Regions from separate parts of the Sus scrofa genome. Here regions 2 and 3 are each linked to region 1. Evidence: chromatin contacts called from public Hi-C and HiChIP or PLAC-seq data. All regions are on one chromosome and are shown on one strand. The core of a region is the stretch at or near the end of the contact, and the rest is flanking DNA. Distances in the headings are between cores, read along the strand shown. Region 1 has its middle 22 kb from the start of ZFHX3. Region 2 has its middle 110 kb from the start of ZFHX3. Region 3 has its middle 91 kb from the start of ZFHX3.

Evidence for each region. A called contact is a pair of places that touch in the nucleus more often than the background predicts. HiChIP or PLAC-seq counts read pairs in DNA pulled down with a chosen protein or histone mark.
Region 2: a Hi-C map of liver shows a contact between it and region 1, with 2.8 times the contacts expected there. The contact joins two enhancer-like sites. A contact is called at or near these places in 1 of 5 promoter capture datasets (liver), 19 of 47 Hi-C or Micro-C datasets (adipocytes, alveolar macrophages, embryonic fibroblasts and 11 more) and 2 of 2 datasets of contacts at active chromatin or transcription factors (alveolar macrophages and skeletal muscle).
Region 3: an H3K27ac HiChIP or PLAC-seq map of alveolar macrophages shows a contact between it and region 1. The contact joins two enhancer-like sites. A contact is called at or near these places in 7 of 47 Hi-C or Micro-C datasets (embryonic fibroblasts, fetal liver, fibroblasts and 2 more) and 1 of 2 datasets of contacts at active chromatin or transcription factors (alveolar macrophages).

What each region holds. Positions count from the first base shown.
Region 1 is chr6:15,961,307-15,966,030 of Sscrofa11.1, reverse strand. No RefSeq gene overlaps it. Among named protein-coding and RNA genes, the nearest start is that of ZFHX3, 22 kb to the right of the region's middle. Within about 2 kb of position 1,955, at least 47 of the 83 cell types and tissues checked have an H3K27ac peak or open chromatin away from gene starts, as enhancers often do. A contact at or near this core is called in alveolar macrophages, fetal liver, liver and 4 more, where this site is marked.
Region 2 is chr6:16,048,874-16,053,597 of Sscrofa11.1, reverse strand. No RefSeq gene overlaps it. Among named protein-coding and RNA genes, the nearest start is that of ZFHX3, 110 kb to the right of the region's middle. Within about 2 kb of position 2,622, at least 33 of the 83 cell types and tissues checked have an H3K27ac peak or open chromatin away from gene starts, as enhancers often do. A contact at or near this core is called in fetal liver, liver, omental adipose tissue and 3 more, where this site is marked.
Region 3 is chr6:16,029,516-16,034,239 of Sscrofa11.1, reverse strand. No RefSeq gene overlaps it. Among named protein-coding and RNA genes, the nearest start is that of ZFHX3, 91 kb to the right of the region's middle. Within about 2 kb of position 2,074, at least 25 of the 83 cell types and tissues checked have an H3K27ac peak or open chromatin away from gene starts, as enhancers often do. A contact at or near this core is called in alveolar macrophages and liver, where this site is marked.

The DNA of each region.
Region 1 (4,724 bases), core at 706-3,205:
ACAACATATAGAAAGTTCTGGATTTCCAGCATGTCCAAAGAGGGTTTAGATCCTCACATGCCTGAGGAGACATATCTGTAACCGGACCTACTGAACCAGACCCTTCTGCCAGCATTGTACATTGATCTGTGACAAGGGCTCCAGAAGGTAACCTCATAATATCCGAATTTTCTCCTTACTGGCTGCCAGGACTTTTTTTTTTTTTTTTTTTTTTTTTTTGCTTTTGCTTTTTAGGGCTGCACCTGCGGCATATGGAGGTGCCCAGGCTAGGGGTCAAATCAGAGCTGCAGCTGCCGGCCTGCACCACAGCCACAGCAATGCCACTAGGGCCATGTTAACACACACAGTACTGGAAATGTTCCTCCAGAAACAGGCGTGTAGAGATGCCTGGTGGCTCAGTGGGTGAAGGACCCAATGTTGTCACTGCTGTGGCACAGGTTCGATCCCTGGCCCAGGAAATTCTGCATTCCTCAGGCATGGCCAAAAGAAAAAGAAAAAAAAAAATAGGAATACATGTGCACATTGAAGACAAGGACTGTTTTGGTGTTGAAAGTCCCTTCTCTAAATTTTACTAGGGTCCTCTCCCACAGGATGTTGTATTTCTGATTGTCCATATAATCCAGTGGTAAAAATGCCCATGAACGCACATCCCCCTGGTAGAGCTCCATCTTTATGCGTGTTGGGGATTATGAGTTCACGTCTGAAAGAATGATTCCTGAATGGCCTCACCTCTGCATGACCTCCCCATTCCCCCTTCTGCTGCACTGGCTCATCCCAACCCACAAGGTGTACGAACCCAGCAGAGAACAGCCTGGGGTGAGAGGTGGGAGCAGAAGGGCAGATGAGCATGTGTGTTCTGACCCTTGGCCGGGCCAGCCATTCCATGATTCTGCCCTGGTTGTTTCACCCTCTGGCCTCACTCCCTTGTGCTCTTCTTTTGAAGCAGTTTCCAGGGGGCACCCTACGGCCACCTTTCTGTAAGGGTAAATAAACTGTTGGAGGCCCCCGTGTCTTTATTAAACAGTTCCTCTAAATGGTGTGCTCCAGCTCTGTGCCCACGTGCACCAAGCAAGCTTTCTGGGAGCAACCCCAGAGCCCTGACACAGGTTCCTTGAGTAAACAACCCTTTGAACAGGGTGGGAGGCACCTGCCTGGATGCCTTCCTCCCTGCCTCCTGTGTCTTTCCAGTTCCCAGGGTCCCAGGTTGGAAGGATGCTGAGCTGCCTCCTACGCCCCCTGGGCAAAATGAGGAGCCGAGGGACACATGCTCCCCACCCCCCACCCTGCACAAGGCCAAGGGCCGCCAGGATATGGGTCTGGCTGCGGGGAGGGAAGGGGGTCTGTGGAAATGCCAGAGGGAACCTGGAAGAGGGAAGGTGGAAAAGAAAAAAAGAAGGCCTGTTTGACCAACCCCCCAACACCTACATCTCCAAGCCCACTGGAGCAGGAAATTGAGGGGCTGGACGCGCAGCCTTGCTCTGCCCTTCCCCCACCCTGGATCTGGAAGGTTTTCTAAGCCTTCCAGACTTTTTTTTTTTTTTTTAAAGAAATCTCCAACCTATAGAGAAAGAGGAAGTGTATTTTTAAAACAGAGTGAAGACTCAATGGCCACAGATCTGAAAGAATAAAAGAGGAAGAAAGGCTTATTGAAGGAAAGGAAAAGGGCATGGAGGAGTGTGTGTGTGTGTGTGTGCGCGTGTGTGCGCGCGCGCGCACGTGTGTGTGTGTGTCCGTCCAGGACGGTCTAGGAGAGAGCCTGCAAGGAAAGAGAAAACAAAGGAAAGTGTGCCAGGAGAAAGACAGAGAAATAAGTGGGAGAAGGCGCGAGTGGTGGGGGAGGAGGCCGGTGGCGAGAGAGGGATGGATGCCGGAATGCGGCGGCGGCGCGGCGCTGGGAGGGACGGAGGGACGAGGGGGGGAGGCCGCACATGTGAGAGAGACAATGATGTCAGCATTTCCTTCTGGATTGGTCACGTGGTCCCTGCCAGGTAAACAGACTGGAAATAGACTCCATAAAGGCCGAGCCTGCTGGGGGGGGGGGGGGGAGGGCGGGAGGCGCTGCCGTTTCACCCTTTCCTCTCTGCGGCGTCCGAAACAGAGGGTTGTTTTTTTTGTTTTGTTTTTTTTTTTTGCACGTTTGTGACAAGGTGGTCTCCGAGTGGAACTACATTTTTACGAGCCCCAAGAATATGACTCAGGGAGGGAAAGCTACTTGCTTTTAAAATTAGCTCAAGGAGTTCAGAGACATTTTGATTTTTTAAAAAAGCATGGAGGTTGGGATGAATGGAAATTCAAGCTCAGATGCTGTGGGGCGGGGGAGCTCGGGGTGATGCTGATCCTCGTCTGTCTCCTTTGGAAGAGGGTCAGATAGGTCTAGATTAAGGGTGGATTGGAAGGCTGCAGTTTAGAACGGAAGGATCAGATGCTGTGATTATCAAGATTAGGAAAAAGAAAATGCTAACAGACTCAAGGTGACTATTTTAAGGGCGTTTGATACAGCTCGGTATGTGACTGTGGTGCCACAGGAGGAATTGAGACCCCATGGAAGAGATTAGGTGGAAAAAAAAAAAAGAAAAAGCAAGTTACTGTGACTTCAAATAGAGTTTTTTGTTTTTTAGGTTTTTTTTTTTTTTTTTCCAAAATGATGTAAAACAGCTCCCAAGCAAAACAGGGCAGGGCATCTTAGATGTCTGGAAACTTTATCTGAAAAGCAGAGTGGATGGGACAGGTAAATTTTCCACCTGGAAAGCTCTAGAATCCAACATGGCAGGGGTGAGGAGAGGTGTATGGCTCTTTTTTTCAAATTCCTGGATGAATTCCCCAAGAGGTTGCGGGTTCGATCCTGGCCTTGCTCAGGGGGTGCAGGATCCGGCGTTGCCATGAGCTGTGGTGTAGGTCGCAGACGTGGCTCGGATCTGGTGTGGCTGTGGCTGTGGCCTAGGCTGGTGGGCTACAGCTCCAATTAGACCGCTAGCCTGGGAACCTCCATACGCCTCGGGTGCAGCCCCAGAAAAGACAAAAAAACAAATTCCTGGAAACAGGACCTTTGCATCTCTGATGGAATAGCTTAGTGAGGTCATTCTTTGAATAATTTTGAATTGAAAGGAACTACCTTATTTTGGTCATAATTTTCTCTGTCCTCGTGGGAATTTGGCCAAAGCCTGTGGGAAGGAGAGTGACCAGCTCTCCTCAATCAGTTTTCTAGGATGGAGGGCATTCCTGGGGTCAGTTTTAAATATAGGACCATCTTGGGCAAAGTGGGACCAGTTGGTCACAGTATCGGGAGGCCTAGTCTAGTGGGAATAGAAATAAGAAGATAACTTGTCCCCACCGTGGCCCACCAACAAACAAAACAAAGTCCTCTCACTCTTTTTCTCCTCCTTTCTCCTTGCTCTCATTTCATTCCTTTCCCTCAGCCTTCCCTGATGCTTGCAGAGCAGGGAGCACTGCAAGGGGAACTGGAGTGTCTGTGACGGTGTCCCCGAACTTGGGAGTCGGCAGAATATAGCTAAGGTGAACAGATGGCTTTAGTTGCACCTGGAAAAAGAGAGAGAAAAATGTGCATCCTTGCTGCTTCTCCCTCATCTGTGCCTGCCTTCAACATCCCCCTTTCCTTGGGGGGAGGGGAGGTCCCCTCCGTGTCACAAGTGTACTTTCAGCTCTTGGGTTGAAAGATAGATATTTGATACCCCTCTCCGTTAACAAAATACGTCACTCGGACAAGACTCCCAGCCCAGGGTTATTTTTGCAGCATTATGTAACTGGATTGCCTGCTCAGGAGTACTTCCTTAACAAGGCTTTCAGCAGCCCCTCGGCAGGGGCCTGGCCGGCCCTGCCCAGTTGCACACACTCACACTTGTGCAGTTTCAGCCCAGGTCAACCCGGCTAAACATAGCTAGGAGACATCAGCTTTCACCAGCTCTGCCTACCACGTCCCCTGGCTGCAGAGCCCCTAGAAGCAGTGTTTCAGTGGCTGGTAGCCAGAGGTTGGGGAAGACCCTCCCAGGGCAAATCTCATATCCACAGAGCAGGTGTTCTTGTTCTGAGGGAGCTGCAGGCCTGCAGCTATACAGACCCTCCCCGATTTCACCCCACCCAACCCAGAGCTTCCTGCCCCACCAAGGCCTGCAAAACTGAGCTCCTGGGCCAGCCTTAGAGTGACCAGGGGACCCTCCAGAGGCCTGCCATTTGGCTGTCGCTGCCCTCTCTTCTTCCCAGTTTTCTGGATTTCCTCATATTTGTTCATGAGTAATTGGTCATCTGATCATCCCTTCCTGTTAGCCTGCTGACTCACAGAAGTTAGAAATTTGTCTGCGCTTCAGACACAGTAAGAAAATTTACAAAGAGAAACAAAAAAGGCCGGGTATGAACTTTCCCTCTTAGGACCAAGGCAGGCCTGCAGATTCGGGGGAACCCTGGGCAACTGTTTTGGGGGTACTAATATGTTGCCATCCCCCTGGGGGCTTGGTCATGCTGTTGTGTTTCACGGTCCTTTCTGTCTGGCCTGTTGACAGCATCCTCCATGACCTTCCGTAGCCTGACTCCTAGCTTTGAATCCAGCCTGGAACCCATGTCCCAACCAGAGGACCCATCCCAGAGTATTTTTCTTGCCCTCTGCTCAGCCCCTGGCACTGCACATCTCTCTTACATTTTCCCCCGGGGCCCCTGGTTCTCTACCTTAACAAGAGGCAGCTGGTGTAATTGAAATAGCTTTAAAGCCAGAT
Region 2 (4,724 bases), core at 1,373-3,872, 87 kb before region 1:
TGTCCTTGTACAGTGCATGATGATGAGGCTCGACAGTGGCTACTAGGGTTTCCTACCATCACTTCAGACTTTTGATTTGAGCTGTAAGATGCCTGATCTGGACTATCCATGGAGGGATGGCAGAGACGTTGATCTCTTAACGGCAGACGATGAGTTAATTCATCCCTAAACCCTTCTAACTTGGCAGAGGAGGAGTTCTTAGTCATTGAACTCACTCTGGGCATTGCATATTCTATTATTTATCATTTACCTAGAAATGAAAGTGTGAGCCTCTCACAGGAGAAACTGGCCCCCACGTGAGAGAAGAGAACTCTGGAGGGAGATGGCAGCGTCTGGAGGATTCAGAGACTTTCCCTCCCCGAAAGCCCAGGGTCAGTAGCAGCAAAAGGATGAGACAATGAATAAATAAAGTCAGGAACTGGAGAGAAGTGTGTGGCCCAGGAGACAAGCTGGGATGGGCGTGGCCCTGGTATTCTAAGAGGAAAGGCCAGGAATTTGAATGACTCCAACATTGATTCAGCAAGTGGTTGTTGTGCTAGATCAGGGTGTCCAGACCTAACCCCGCCTGCAGGTGAATGAATACTGTGTACATACAAGTGGGGAAAAGGGGTATGAGGGAAACAAATCGGCTATTACAGGAGAAAAATAATGGGGTTGAGGGTTCAAGGGATGGGAACCTATTTGAATCAACTGATTAGAGAAAGTCTCTAAGGAGTTAACATTTAAACTCACACTTGAAGCCCAAGAAAGAAGCAACTGACAAAGAGAAAAACATCAACGATGAGATGGGAAGCAGGAAAGTCCTCGGCAAACTCAAAGGGGTAAACAGAACAGAACGGTCCTGCCGTTTACTGAGCCTGTCGTGGTCAGACCCCGTTTTAGGGGCTTGCTGTGTTTCAAGCATTTACTCCTCCCAACCCTTTGAGGAGGCGCTGTGGTTATTCCTGCTTGACTGGTGAGGCCAAGAAAGCTCGTGTGTCTGGAACATAAAAGACCAAAGAGAGATGGCTCGGTGTCAAGTTGGAGACGTAGGCAGCGACCAGGAGGGCTCTCGGGAGGGTAGGGGGATTTGTTGAAGTGGGGTTTTCCGACGGTCCCTCTGGCCACTCATTGCTGAGTGGACTGAAACAGGGCGAAGGGGAGGTGGGCAGAACCATCGAGAAGGCCTCTCGGGTTCCAGGCAAGAGCAGGCGTGGCAGAGCCAGAAGGGAGGTAACGAGATGGTGGGATATGATGGAGTCGAGGCAGGTTTTTGACTGTGTTGCGATTTGACAGGCAGCCAAACAGTAAGGACACAGAAAGAGAACACATGGATGCAAACCTCATTCCGGCTGCCCTCTGCCACAACAGAGAGGGAAGGGGACAGAGCCGAGAAACAGACTCTTGCAACGTGGAAGATTTTCAGGCCCCAGGATCCTGCCTCACTGTCCATGGAAGACTTAAATACCCACGGCCTACATGCTGTGGTTTGGCTGTTCTCTTTCCTCTCTTGTTTTTTTGTCAAATGGACACACACACACACACACACACACACACACACACACACACACACTCTTACACGCACCCCTCCTGATCCACTGAGCGCTTAGGAACAGTTAACAAGGGAGGCTTGTCTCCAGGCCCAGGAGAGAGACCTGCTACCCAGAAAAAGAGGGAAAAAAAAAAAAAACTGAAGAGGAAAACGTGAAGACAGTTCACCTGGGGAAAGAGGCCCAGCTAACCTCAAGCCAATCATTAGCTCTGCCCAAGGCTCTCAGGACACTGACACACTCGGGAATTTTAGGAGCCCGGAAACTCCAAGCAAAGTTTATTTTCAGAACAAGGCCTGAAGAAGGAAGCAGAGGATAAACAGGGACCAAATGTTTTAATTATTTGAAATGGTTTCCACCCCAAACACCATTCCCCAAATCTGAAAAAGAGCTGCCCAGAGGCTTTCTGGGAAGGCCTTTCCCCCGTAGCTCTCCGCCACCCAGGCTTGTACCAGCCCCACGCAGCCCCCGGCAGGACGGTTCCTTAACGGGAATGGCTGGGTGCACCCCCGGCTCTTTTCTGACTGTAGCCAAACCTGGGTGTCGGAGCCTGGGGAGGTTCCCGGGAGGCCGCCTGGAAGCATCTCCGGCTGCAGAACAGTAGCCATAGTGGGTCCTCCGGGGACCGCCTCTGAGCTTCCCTCAATGCAGTTCGTCATCTGGGTTTTATAGGGAACAGGGGTCTTGACCCTGGGATGGAAGAGAGCACAGCCTTGTTAGCAAACTGTCCGGGGAACACTTTAACGAAAACTCATGTGGTGGAGGAGAGGGCAGCCGGCAAGGACCAAAGGAATACGGGCCTGTCCCCCAGCACCGGGCCCCAGCAGAGTCCCTGGGCCTGGCCTTCAGACCCGCAAATCAAGCCCGGAAAGCTCAGGGAGCACAAGACAAGAGGACAGACGTGTTGGGGAAAAAAAATAACTGCTAATATGATAAAACACCAGTGGATACAGCAGCCCGCGGCCCGTCAAGGAGCTCGGGAAACGCAGCTCGGAAAAAGTACAAAAGTCCTTCAGTGTGAGGTAATGAGGCGCGTCTAATTATATTTCAGAACGAAACAGCAAGAAAGGCTTGCAAAACCTTCCCCTCTGCCTTCCCTCACCAAACCGAGTCCAAATCCCAACCCAAGAGACACTGTAACTTCAGAGAAAGTGAGGCATTTCCGAGAGCATCCCGGGAAGCAAGGTTGCGAGTTTTCCCAGAACTGGGAAAAACTATCTCGCACAAACCTTTCCCCGCCCATCCCCTCTTCCCCTCCCCACCCCCCCCCAAAAAAAAAACTCCCATCAGGAAACAGGCAGGGGGAGGAAGAAAGAAAAAAAAAAAAAAAAAAACCAAACCAAACCAAACCAAACACAGGCAGCCCCACCATGAGAAATCAAGGCAGTCGCAATGACATTTGACACGGCCAGGCCACAGCTGAAGAACAAGGGGAAAAGTTTTAGGGTGACTGTCACTGACCCATAGTCTCTCACTCCTAACCTTGCTCTCCAACATATGTTTCTCATTTCCTTGCTTATAGCTGGTCCAAGCTAATGATATGTGTTTTGGCCGGCATCCCGTGCTTGGCATACAGCCGGGCTTGTTCTCATTGTCCGGGCTACTTACAGAAACCTCTTTCTCTGTCTCTTTCTCTCTCTCTCAAAAAAAGCGGCTTGAAAGAACAGTAAATATGCAAAACAGCCCCCGCGCTCTCAAAAGCTCCCATCTTGGTCACGGCCCCCGCGCTACCCTCACACACCCCATCAATAAAGGCCTAAAGAGACGGTCCACGGGTGAGGGGTATGTTCAACACAAAAGCAGTGGAAATTCAAACAAATTGGTCCATTAGAGTCTCACACGGCTATAAATACAGCTCCGCTCGGGCTATTTTGAGGGACGGTGGCATGGGAAAGTTCGGCCTGGAATCTCGCGTTTGTCAGAGGAGACGGATCTCGCTCCCAAGACATGGGAAGAAGAGGCAGCGCTCCCGGCAGGCCGAGGGAGGAGGGCATGGCTTCTGGTCAGTTCCAGGGCAGGGCTAAAAGTGGACGAGGAGGCTCGGCCAGGCCTCGCCCCTCGTCTCCAGGGCCGCTGGCCTTGCCGTTGGAGGCGTGGGCTCTGGTGTCACTCAGACCGTCCATAACCTCGAAAAAAAGCTGACCACGCCCTTTGGCTCCCCAGAGGTCAATGGACCACTGCACTCTTCCTGGTGCACTGGGCAGGCTGGTGGAGGAGGGGTGGGAACCAGAGGGGCCAAGCTGCGTCTAGGCAGGCCCCAGGCTGCAGCCAGCATCTCTGGTGGACCCAGCAGGGACTCCCGAGGAGCCCCTTTCTACAGAGCAGCCCCCAAGTATGGAGCCCCGTGTGCATATATGTTGTAAAACTCCACTGGAACCCAGGCCGGCGTGGTAGCAAAATAAGTCGGCGACGGTGCCTGCGCAAATGTCGAGAACAGCTTCGTCTTTCTCTTCAGGGTGTGTCAGCAGAAGGCAGTTAACTGCTCCGGGTTGGGAATGAGTAAACACGGCAGGCACCTCTGCTTAAGCCTTGAACCTGCCCACTTTGGGGAGGACACAGATCACCCTTGCAACATCCGGCTGGGTCTGTTTGGCCTAAGTCAGGGGACCCCGTATCGATTTCTGTTCAGAAAGCACACCCAGGACTTATTCCAAAACCCAGTTGGATTTACTCATTCAGTTACTGTTTGAACACCTACTGTATACCACGCACTTTCCCAGGCCTGGGGTGACGCAGACGCCGCCCTGACTGCCGGGATTTTCAGCCCTGTGGATGCATTTAATTTGTTCATGATCCTGGAGTTTTCTTGACTGCACCTCCCATTTTGCCCGGAATGGCCCCAGCGATATCTGCTGTCCCGGTATAATTATTAATAGCGCTTCTTTGTGCTCTCCAAAGCGTCCCAGTTCGGAGGATAAATTATACAGTGACTCTCGCTAGAGTCCCTCTTTCAAAAAGACTTTTTTGGGTCTGAAATCCAATACACAGAGAGAAAAGTGCAAAAATATAGCATACTGTATGTTAGAGGCTCTTTGGAGCTTGCAGAAGCCAAGAGAGGGTTCCCAAGTTATCAAGAAAATGGCTCTAGCGGATTACATTTCAATTAGTTCAAGAACAGGCCGCCCCGGCATCCTGGGCTGGAATCCTTGCCACGTGCTGCAGTTGGTGCTGTCGTCGCAGACCTTGTCTGCTCTG
Region 3 (4,724 bases), core at 825-3,324, 68 kb before region 1:
TGACTTCTTAGGGCCGTACCCATGGCATGTGGAAGTTCCCAGACTAGGAAACTGTAGCTGCTGGCCTACAGCACAGCCACAGTAATGAGGGATCCAAGCCACATCTTTGACCTAGACCATAACTCAAGGCAACACTGGATCCTTAACCCACTGAGCAAGGCCAGGGATTGAACCCATGTCCTCCTGGATCCTAGTCAGGTTTGTTACCACTGAGCCACAATGGGAATTCCCCAAATCACTTCTTTAAATGGAACCTACTCACCTACCTATCAAGTAGTTCATAAAATAGGCCTTATGTTTATGTTTCCAGAAAAGAAAGTTACAAATAAATAAATATGTGTGTATGTATATATGACTTATATGATGGTATAATGACACGCATCAGAAATATGTGTGTATCATTATATCACTAGCATCCATTTGAAATGGGCTGCATCTCATCACCACTGGCATTTCTGTTTACATGGAAGGTGGGGAGTGGGGTGAAAACTTTATTTCCACTCAGCTTCCTCTTTGGAAACCAGAGTCACTATGTCCAGGAGGTGCTCCCAGTTTCATGTTGGAAGAACGTCCTTTCTGTTGACCCCTTCGAGCCCTTGAGATTATTTACCCTTAAATGCGTGCTGTTTTGCCTTCAGAGCAAGGAGAACTGTCTTTAAGAGTATAAGTGCCAACTGAAAAAAAAATCCTTTATCTTTATGTTGGAATTCTATTCATCTTTCATTTCCACAAGCTTACCTTTTAGTTTGTTTTTTTTTTAAATGCCCTTCCCTACACACACGTCCCCCATTCTTCACCTATCTTTAGTATGACAAGGTTTTCTGAAGGTTGAGGATTTTGTATCTGACTTACAGCTTTTTCCCTGAAACAAGTTTCTATTTACCAAAATCTCACATTACCATGGTAACTATCGAGAGGCCCCGAAAATGTATTTGTTTTTTCTGTACTCAACCTACGCAGAGTCACCGCAAATGGCCACAGAAATTACATTAAGAATTACTTCCAAGGCCGAGAAAGAGCCACCCACCCTCTCTGTCATTCATTTCTTTCCATTTTAGTGTGTCGTGGGGGGAGACTGAATGGCCAACCCAGGAGGAGAATAAAACCATCAGTACAGACTCTTCTTGTTACTTCACAGACAGGGAGAGACTGTCCAGTGGCTGTGTGTGCCCGGTCAGTGGTGCGGGAGAGAGAAGAGGAAGTGGTGAAAAACGGAACAGGAAACAGATGGGAGATGAGATCTCTCAAAACTCCCAAAATTCTGAAGAAAAAAAAAAACTCAGACCAGCCTAGTTGCTTGAAGATTAGGACAGAAGTGAGGTCTGAGCATTGTAGCAAAGAGAGCCCAGCTGAAGCTGGCCAGGCAAGGAGTCGTGTCACATGGCCACCAATTCCAACTGACCCCAGCACAGTGGGAGCAAAGGGAAGTGAGAAAGCTGGACCATTTCTGAGTTAATTTGGGCCAGGAGGTGGGGAGCGGGCTGAACCTCTTGCAAGGATTTTCTCAACTCTAGCTCCACACTGAAGGCTGAAATCTCGGCAGTCATGTGATTTGGGCTGAAGAATGTGTCTTTCTCCACTAAGAATTGAGAGGTATTTACTAGGAAGGAAGCCTGTAGTGGTGGCTACGGGAAAGGGACTCAGACTTTACATCTGCAGCCTTTAGGGCTCCTGTGAGGAAAAGGAGGGTGCGGAGTCTGGAGTAAATGGGTCAAGGTCGTATTCAGTGACCTCCCCTCCCCAAAGCAGAAACATCAAAGAAACCAAACAATTTTATTAAAAATGCATCCCAAAGTGCCAGGTCAGAGCTCTGGAAGAACGGTGGTGCTGATTATCTTCCTAGGTCGAACCAACATCCAGACGCTGTCCTTGTCTTCGCTGGTTTGGCAACTGGGGTGGAGGGGCAGGGGGAGGGATCACTCCCTAACCACCAAAAGTTGAACCTGCTTCCTGGAGAGATGCTAAAATCTGACAGTCCAGCAGACCTCCTCCTAACAAAGCCTGATGACAACGCCATCCAAACATCCCAGACACCCCTCCCCCTTCCAGGCAACTGCATTTCCCTTGTGACCTTGCTCAGCCTGTGGTCAGGAAAGAGCCTTTGAACACATCTCCAGAGCTGCAGCGATTAGAAGGTCTTTGATTACTCAGCTCAGCTGGTCCTCCCTTCTCTCCATTTCCCCCTGTCCCCTCCCTCAGCCCCCTTCACCTCACCCAGTGCCCAGACAGGTTTTTTTTTCTAACACAACCAATTTTTTTTCCTCTCTTTTCATTTTCCTATAGCATCCTAAACCTCAAGATGTGGTTAACACTAATCCTGATTTATTTAGGGTTTATCTGCATTATTAATTCCAATCATGGAAGAAAAAAAAGTGTTCCCGGCCCTCATTTGTATACAAAGTTTGGGTGTTTATAAAAAGATCAGCAATCCCTGGGAAACATATTTTCTTTAGATATCTTTTAAATCCAAACAACTTTCTTTTCTAGACAGAAAATATTCCTGGAGGTGGTCCCCCCTCCTTCACAATTTCATTTATTATTATTTTTCCCTCAGTCGAGATCCTTTGAAGCTGCTTCCTGCATTAATCTGGACTTAATATGGATTTAAACATTTACAATGGAAAATAATTTGGGTTAAAAAAATAATCTCCCTTGATAAAGCTAGAAAACCTCCACAACTGTCAGCATCTCTGACAGCCAGGAATGGAATGAGATTCTTGAAAATGCATATGGAAGAAAGGGAAAAGCAAGACTAACAGGGTATGTGTTATATTTTATATCTGTCAGCTGTTATGACTGACTGGAGTTGAGTGATATCCAGGGTCTTGACTTGTTGTTTGAATGAATTCATCATCACTTGGAACATGTGAACAGTTATTGGTGCCCAGGATATACTAAAAATATCTCCCAGTGGAGTGAGAGAAGGCTGTCTCTCAGAGGTAGCAGCCTGCATCCATCACTCGGAAAAAGGCTACTCACTAAGAAACAGTTCTAACCCCTTCCTTACAACTTCTGTGTTCTTCAGCCTATTAACTGGCGTAACACTGGATATTGAAAGTTCACATTTCTTTGGGTCGTGCCCCCAGCAAGGCCAGTGCTACCCCGGGAATTCTTCCTGGATTTGACTCAAGGAGAACATGGAGATCAGAATATTTTCATGGGAATTTAAAGGAATTCACCTTAGTCCTCCAAGGCTACTTTGTCAGACCTCAACGCTGAAGGCTTGTTTTGATTTCTGGGGGATGTACAAAATGCAACTAAGCTGAATCCAAGAAGCACCCTTTCTCCAGGGATGGAAAGTAACATGGCACAGATACCATCACTTTCCATTCCTGTGGCAGACATCACTAATCAATCACAGCATCCTTTCCCACCGAGCCAGGAGGCAGCCTCTGTATCCTTCTCAACACAAACACCCACAGTGGATCCAATTTGGAACACTTATTGAAAGCCATTCACCATTCCTGTGGGCCTTTAGATGGCTGACTGATCTGGCTTTTAGCATCCCCCTTCAACCTACCTTGTTCATTGTTTCTGGCTCCTATTTCTGCTCTTGATTATGTGGGGACATAGCTCAGGGAACAATTCCAGAAAGAGGGCATGGTCCCTTTGACTGCCATAACTTCCAAAATAACCAGTCCTAACCAGATAAATTGGAAACCGTTGCTCAGAAAAAGCCACCCCATTCCTGTTTCTGAGCCCCAGAAAGTCTGTCTCCTGCAGACTTTCTTCCAGCATCCCTCAGTCACGTGGGCCAGGATGCAGGGTGGCTGGGATAAACTTCTAGAACTCACTTGAGCACTCAGAACCAGTTATACCACACTCAGAGCCTTCACTCGGTTCCTCAAGGCCTTCTCTCAATGTGCCTTTGATCATTTCCCCCATGTTCATTCTTCCTAAGGCCCCTGTTAGGCAGCCACTTGCCATGGTCCACATGCGACCTTGCTTTCCCATCCAGAAAGCTTTCCAGCCCTCACACACGCTCTATGCTCCTCTAAGATGTCTCCTCAGTTAACCGACTCTATAGCTTCCACCACTTTTGGTCTGTGCCATACAGTTCAGTTGAATAATGTTTCCTTCTTTCCAAAGTAATATAAACTCAATCTAGACATTTTAGAAAATGTAGATATACCAAAAAGTAGAAAATCAAATTGACTTCTAAATCCCATGAGGATGTTCATATTGATGTATATATATGCTTCTCTTTTTAAGAAATAGTTTTTAATTATAAAAAATTCATATAAAGTGGGTGAATGTTATGGTTTCTTATGTATAAATTATACCTTAATAAGCTGATCATACATCTAAACGTTATACATAGAAAAGAGTATATATAGTGTGTCTCTGAACTTATACATGCATTTTAAACAAAAATATGAGTTTCGTATTCTATGTACACTCTTGGAAAGTCTATAAACTTTGTTGTCTGTAGTCTTTTAGATCCTAAAACATATAATTGAATAATCTTAGGGGTTACACCTACATTTGCAGTATTGCAAAGATAGCTCAATATGTTCACTCATTCTTTTTTATATTTCTGAACAGCTTTATTGAGATATAATTTCCCTACCTAACGATTCACTGAGAGTGTACAATTTAATGGTTCTGGGTATCTCTTCACAAGGTTGTGAATGCATCTTCATATTCAACTTTAAAACATCGTTAGGAGTTCCCATCGTGGCGCAGTGGTTAACAAATCCGACTAGGAACCATGAGGTTGTGGG